Linked DNA regions of Gossypium hirsutum: region 2 is linked to region 1. Evidence: chromatin contacts called from public Hi-C data. All regions are on one chromosome and are shown on one strand. Each heading gives the region's core, a stretch centred on a gene start, on an enhancer-like site or on the middle of the called end of the contact. The rest is flanking DNA. Distances are from core to core; before and after follow the strand shown. Region 1 holds the start of LOC107954653 (AUGMIN subunit 3). Region 2 holds the start of LOC107954656 (protein PEP-RELATED DEVELOPMENT ARRESTED 1, chloroplastic).

Evidence for each region. Hi-C and Micro-C count contacts between places; a contact is called where the count stands out from the background.
Region 2: a contact with region 1 is called in a Hi-C map of fibers, with 1.9 times the contacts expected there. The contact joins the promoter of LOC107954656 here to the promoter of LOC107954653 in region 1. A contact is called at or near these places in 6 of 34 Hi-C or Micro-C datasets (callus, fibers, hypocotyl and 2 more).

The regions. Positions count from the first base shown.
Region 1 is chrD07:32,885,404-32,888,974 of Gossypium_hirsutum_v2.1, forward strand. LOC107954653 (AUGMIN subunit 3) reads left to right here and starts at 1,865. Exons shown (of 18, transcript XM_016890274.2): 1 at 1,865-2,201; 2 at 2,304-2,340; 3 at 2,421-2,524; 4 at 2,783-2,978; 5 at 3,242-3,308. The coding sequence starts at 2,026.
Region 2 is chrD07:33,015,221-33,018,791 of Gossypium_hirsutum_v2.1, forward strand. It overlaps LOC107954656 (protein PEP-RELATED DEVELOPMENT ARRESTED 1, chloroplastic), which reads left to right and starts at 2,011. Exons shown (of 8, transcript XM_016890280.2): 1 at 2,011-2,473; 2 at 2,914-3,069. The coding sequence starts at 2,141. TRNAK-UUU (transfer RNA lysine (anticodon UUU)) reads left to right here and starts at 1,948; the gene lies at 1,948-2,020.

The DNA.
Region 1 (3,571 bases), core at 615-3,114:
GCATTTAATGAGTTCGCTTTCTTGACATTTTATAATTAATTATTACATTTTTATATTAGTAGGTTAGGAATTAAATATTAATAAAATAAGTATTTTTACACATTTTTTGCTATTTCGATGACCTGGAAGGCCAACTTGGGCATCGGGAGTGACTAATGAGGTAATTAAGTGTGTAGGATGTCAATTCAGGTCCAAGAATACAAAGAATAATCGTTGGGCCACAATACAAGGAAGCCCATGTTGCAAGATAGATCAACAAAGCTGCCAAGGCTAGAAAATCACTTAACGTCGTGACGAGGAACTTCCCATTGTCATGACGATGCGGTGATTATCAGAATGAGTTCATGGTGGCCACATCGTGACGATAAGTCTTTCCATGTCATGATGACATGACGAAGGTAGGCAAAAATGAGTTAAATCCTTGGACAACACTCTTGGGATATTTCTATATTTAGACCCTAGCACTTTAAGAGTATCTTGTATTAATTAGTATCTAAATGTATCTAGGCACCAAGTAACCTGTAGCTTATATAAGTAACCTTAGGGTCATCGAAATTGGGGGTACAGACTTAGACAGACAGTTTTTACTATTCAGTTTTCTTTGTATTTTTTTTTATGTTCGCTTAGTCATAATTTCTCTATTCCGAAGTGAAGACATTTGCGAGCGGAGTTTGCTTCGAGCCCACGCTTCAATATATATTCACAAGCATTCTCTTATCTCTTTCTTTTATTTATATTTTGTTAACCTGATCAATTAACGTTTGTATGAATGTTTGAATAATTTTTTGCACTTTATTTATATCTTGCATGTTTCGGTTAACAAACTAATTTATCTGTTAAGTAATTATTGATCTGAAATTGGGTATTTATTCAAGAGTACTTAGTATATTAGGGAGTGACGCCTCCTAATAGAATATTTAGATAGGTGAGACTGGAAGAGTACCTTGTCGTGTATAACTTGTGCCAAGCGGTGAGACCGATAGGGTATTGGTATGCCTAGGAAGAGACTAGAATGGCAACTTAGGTGGTAGTCCTTAGTGAATATGAGGTTGGAAGGGTATTCTTAGCTAAGGGTGATAAATAACTTAATCGAGGATAATTAATTATTTAATTAGATAATTAGAGATTTAATCGATCTTGGGCTAAAGGCTTGCATTGTCAACACTAGGAATAGGAAATTCTATTAGGTTAATTTAGGTATATTAATTTAATTAGTTTAATTAAAATATTAATTTAAATTCACATTGCTAGTTTGTGACTCGATTAGATTAGTAATTATTTTCTATAATTAATTTAATAATAGTTTCTCTAATATGCAATCCATTGCGTACAATCCTCGGAATATTTAATGATGTTTTGTTGTAACATAAATCTATATTATAATTTGACATGTACGCTTGCAGATACCGCACTTAAATATTTATATTTTTATCTGCACAATTTATACTCTAAACGTTCACATGTTTGGAGGCGGTATAAAAATCATTTGCTTTTTGGTTATCTTGATTAGATGCCTTTTGATATTCTAAAATTGTATTCCTTAGGCCTTTAATACTCATGACAAAGAATTCTTACCTAAGATATCAAGAGTCGCAAATACGGTTTTGGTAAGATTCAACATTATTCAACCTAATATACAGTTATAAAATTAAATATAAGTTTAATAATTATGCAATAAATTTTAAAAAATTAAATATAAGTTTGATTGAAATGATAAAATTAAATTATTAAAAATTATAACACTTATAAAATTATTCTAAAATTTCTATAAAGTAATAATATAATATGTTTCATAAAATATTGAATATTAGTATGCGAGTGGAGATTAAAAAATAATATGCTTTCCTGCAGGCTAAAATGGTTTTCATTTTATTTTTATTAATAGGATTTTAATTTATGTATTATTTTCAGGGAGGCCGGCGCCAAAACAACCCTTCTCTCTGTTTCTCACAAAATGAAAGTTTGAAACTAACAACATTTTTGAAATGAAGATAAAGATCTGAGAGAGTGAGAGAGGAAGTGAAAATGAGTGGGGCGAGACTATGCACATTACTAGGGGATTTGGGATACGAAGGGGCAGAGAAATTGGACCCCGATAGCTTCGAATGGCCTTTCCAATACGACGACACCCGCCCCATCCTTGACTGGATCTGCTCCTCCCTCCGCCCTTCCAATGTCCTCTCCCTCTCCCAACTCTCCCTGTCAGTTCCCTTTCTATTTCTCCTTTTTCTTTAGGAATAAGCATCGATAGATTAAACCTCCTTTTAGGTTATCATTGACGGGATCAATTTCAATTTGTGCAGGTATGAGCAAATCGTACAAGAAGGGAAGCTGTTGGAGGTAAATTTTGCTTCATTTCCTCTTCTTTTTCTGCAAATTTCGGGCTTAGCCATTAATATCGGTTTATTATAATGAAATAGGGGGAAGACTTGGACTTTGCTTATGATAGCATTTCGGCCTTCTCGTCGAGGAGGGACAACCAGGAGGCGGTTTTTGGAGCTGAAGAAGGATTAAAAGATATTAGGTATTCTTTCACTTTCTCTCTCTGCACTGCACACATGCTTCACATTGCCTCATTATTGTTGTTTCCTTAGCATCCTTTTTTTTCCCTGTTATTTAAAGAGGTTAAGCATAATACAACTCAAGCTTAAGCTGACAACCCTGAATGCATCATTCTTGATATAGCTTTTTTAGAGAGGATTCTATGTGCGTACTCCAGGAAGCGAAAGAATTCTTTAATTATGGTGCATGTTATACTGATGGATTTCTTAATTGTCTTTAGGGATGCAACTGTAGCATATAAAGCTGAAGCTTTAGAGCTACAGAAACAACTTAGGCATTTGCAGTCTCAGTTTGACATGCTTACAGGTCAGGCTTCAGCTTTGATCCAAGGCAGACGAGCACGGGTTGCAGCAACATCTGCTGCTAATGGACACCTTACAACCATAGATGATAGTCTCTCGGGAAGGAACTTGCAGGTAAGTAAATCTAGGGAATCTCTCATTACTTTAAATGTTTGAAACATATTATGTTCAAATTTGATCAAAGTGAGGTGGAAGGTATTTCTCTGAGTTGTTTATGCTGCATTACATGGCTTCACAGCACCGAGTATAAAAGGATTAACATGAAAATTTAATATCAAAAGCTATCCTTTTATTTACATTGCTTTCTTCTCGGAGGATACTGTTTATCTGCTTTAACATCGAAGGAGTGGTCTTCTTTTTGTGTGTCTGTGATTTAGATGAATGAAGTTCTTGGAAAAATAGCATCTACAGCACAAGAGCTGGCGCATTACCATTCTGGAGATGGTACTGTTTTTATTCTTTTCTTTCCATCAGAGATGTTAGATTCTATGCTGTTATGTTCTTTTTCAAAACAATGCATTTGTTTTTACCCAATTGTGTAAGAGGGTAAGCCCGCTTTGGGTTTGACTTGGATGAAGAAAGACTGATCTTAACCCAGCCTAGTCAATAACCTCGTCCCTCTTCCCTTTTTCCCATTTGGAAACCTATCATTTTGCATGGGTTACTTTGAATATCATTAGCCTGCTGCATTTGGTTTGTAACTTTTG
Region 2 (3,571 bases), core at 761-3,260, 130 kb after region 1:
TAATTTTTTAACTTTCTTTATATATTTTTTAGATTTTTTTTTGAAAATTTTATAATTTTTTTAGATAATATAAATTTTGGAATTTTTATAAATATTTTGAATTTTAAAAATTATTTTGAATTATTTAGTAATTTTTGTTGAGAAAGAGACCAATTTGCTTATTTTCAAACTTTACAAGGACCAAAAGGATATTTACACCTATTTGTTATTTGAATTATTCGAATTGTAAAATTCAACTCGATTTGAACTCAAAACTCGAATTACTTATTCGAGTTGACTCGAATAATTTGAATAACTCAAAATTTAATTTAATTTTTTAAATTTTTTTCAAATTGAATCGAGTTTTACTCCCCGCTAATTCTAACATCTCATATTTATTAGATTATTCCCTAACATCACCCATAGTAAACCAAGATATTGAAGCATCCTTTTTTTTCTTCCCTCACATACTAGAATATCAGTAGCTCTTAAAATCCATTTATCACCCAATTCTAATTGCATTATAAAGGCATTAACTTTTCTGCAGAAGTGTTTTTAGGTTCTTGTAGTCTCTTTGTTCCTCAAACAATTGTTGTCTATCTATCAACGAATTTAGCCAGGTTGCTTCCAATAGAAATCCTATTTCTTTTCAAATAAGATTTCAAAATCGGATATTCCATTAAACATTCTTTTCCCTTTCTATTGATTACCTTAATTCACTTTTTTGTAGCTTATATTATGATCGAAAACTCCGTCATATCATATAAAATTGTGTCTTCTAATTTATGAACACTATTCAATATATCATCTATCATATCATTTTGAGAAAATTTACTCCAAAAACTTGCACCATCATCACTTTTAAATCCATGAACAATGTGTCCTCTAAGAGTATATAGCCTTTATAAGAAGGATTTTATGAAGTGTATAAAGATTTTATAACTTTTATTGTAGAATTTTCATATACGTCTTCATACAAAAATAATATAGATGTTATAATATAGTCTTCATAAACTTAATTTGCTATTAGATCAAAATTTGATTGAAATATTTGGCTTGACGTGTTTCATGGAAAAACTTTTTTTATCCAATAATAGATATATAATTATATTTTAATATAAAATATATGTTCTAAAATTAAAATATATTATTATAGTATAAAATGTTTTTTTTACAAAAATTTAAATAAAAATAATTTCTTAAATTTAAATTATGCATGTGTATTTGAAAAATTATAAAGTAATGATATTTGCTTATAATTTACCTACCTAATTACCCCAATTCTCAACAATTCTCTAAGAATTGAAGAGTGTAATTAAAGTGTTCCAATTACAACCAATTCAATAAAACCTACTAATTATAATATAATTATAAGTAATTACTACCAAATCTAATTATTAGGTGACTTTCTAAAGACTATCTAATCATTGAGGATGAACCTTCATTGAATAGAAATAGATGCTACGATGGCATATGTTTTCTAGTCAATCAAACTATGAGCTTTCTTGGAAGGGTCAGAAATTTCAACCTCATCCATCATGAGTACGTGCCTACGTAGGGACTCCAAATTTCACGACAAATTTATCCTCTTACAACACCTCCTGATGAAATTGGAATCTCTCCAAATTACCCACAAAATGTCAATTATCGCTAGGCAGCCTACGATGCATAGGAAGATAAAGTACTTATGGGAAACATTTGCACCCTTTAAACGCATATCCGATTACATATATAGACAAGTTACCACTCAATGGACTTTCTTATACAGAGAACGATACTTAGTTGTTCTAATATCCCATGGCACTAATTGTACTGCTTTTGTGCTTTACTTTTTGCCCTTGTACACAAAAAAGAAAAAAGTGAGAGTTCTTATAAAACAATGGACCCTTTTTGTTTCTTCGCTTTCCAAACGACTTTACATTCATATTTATCTTTCTGTTACTTGTGTAAATGCGTTCAGAACCCAACGCCGTCTTAGCTCAGCCGGTAGAGCGCATGGCTTTTAACCATGTGGTCGTGGGTTCGATTCCCACAGACGGCGTTTTGTTTTCATAATTTTATTTGACCTTTTTATAAGAACCTGAATTAGGATATGTATTATTTTATTTTTTGTCCTCTGGTATTTCTCCAAAACCCAAACCCCTTCCCCCCACGATAGAAAATGTTGAAGAGCAGTGTCTTCTTCTCCTTCCCTAGTTGTTCCGCTCCAAATCTTCCTTCGCTCTTCTTCCCCACCTCAGTCCCCTTTAGCTTCTCTACCCCCCACTTCCATTGCCAAATAAAACAACTCAAGGTAACGAAGCAGCAATTCTTCTGCCGCGTGTCCTCCAGCTATGAAGTTGGTGGAGGCTATCCTGATGAAGAACTTGAACGAACTTATAAAACCCAGACCCAGCAACTTCAAGGCAGTCAGAACTTAGATTCTTCTCAGTATGATGCTTTACTCAAAGGAGGAGACCAAGTCATTTCTGTTCTTGAAGAAATTATTACCCTTGTAAGCTCTCCATTCTTCTTTCCTTACTGCTATCCTTTAAAGAGGTTGTCTTTTGAAGGATGCTTGAATTTATTTGTGGTGGATACTGGTTTTAAGGGCATTAATACCCACAAATTTACACCACTAGTTGGCAGTTTTAATATGCTTATGAAAACTTTCAAGACATGTCTACAGACCCCACAATTAAGCTGCAACAGTAGTTGAATTGTGACTTAGGACTTTAGCTGCCTGTTTTATGTACCAGGCAGTAGCTAGCATCTCTGTGACTTATATTTGTATTGTTTGCATCCTATTATAAACCAATTTTTATTTTCAGATCAGGCTTTTCTGTGAATCATTCTTTAGAAAGTTGAATCCCTCTTCTTCAATCTTCACAAAGACTGTAGTGATTAGCGAATTGCATCTCTGTCTTGACTATCTGATATGCATGGTTGGTTCAGTTGGAAGATATGAACATGGATGAGGCATCTGAGGAGGTAGCAGTTGAGTTAGCTGCACAAGGAGTAATTGGGAAAAGGGTTGACGAAATGGAATCAGGGTTCATGATGGCTCTAGATTACATGATCCAAGTTGCTGAAAAGGACCAAGATGATAAGGTAGAGCAACTTTAATTGTGCATTGGTCACATTTTTTAAGGTTCAAGTGTAGAATACCTCTTTTGCAAAATAGATGTTGTAAGCTTTTAGATGCAGTAGTTCAGGTTTCGAATTTGTTCGCTGTTCACTTGGATGCTGTATAAAAATGAAGCTTTATTTACTTTTGACTTTGTTATAAATTAACCAGGCTCCAAGAGCAAGCTATATCACATGCCAAAATTGGTTTTTTGAACTGTAAATATTTTTTCATGTCTTTTCATTGTGTATTTTAAGATGTAAGATGACTATAATGTTTATTGAAAATAAGAATTTCAGCATGAGTTTGTCAAACATGATTTGAAGAATAATTGAACTTGATCGCGTATTCCATGTACTGCTCTACTATCTGCCTGATCTTGTCTGTATCCAAGACCAATTAAAATATTGTGTTAGCGGTGTTGCCAACTTATAATACTTGTCATTGTGGTTATTTGGCTCTTGTTACAGAGATTTATAGCATCAA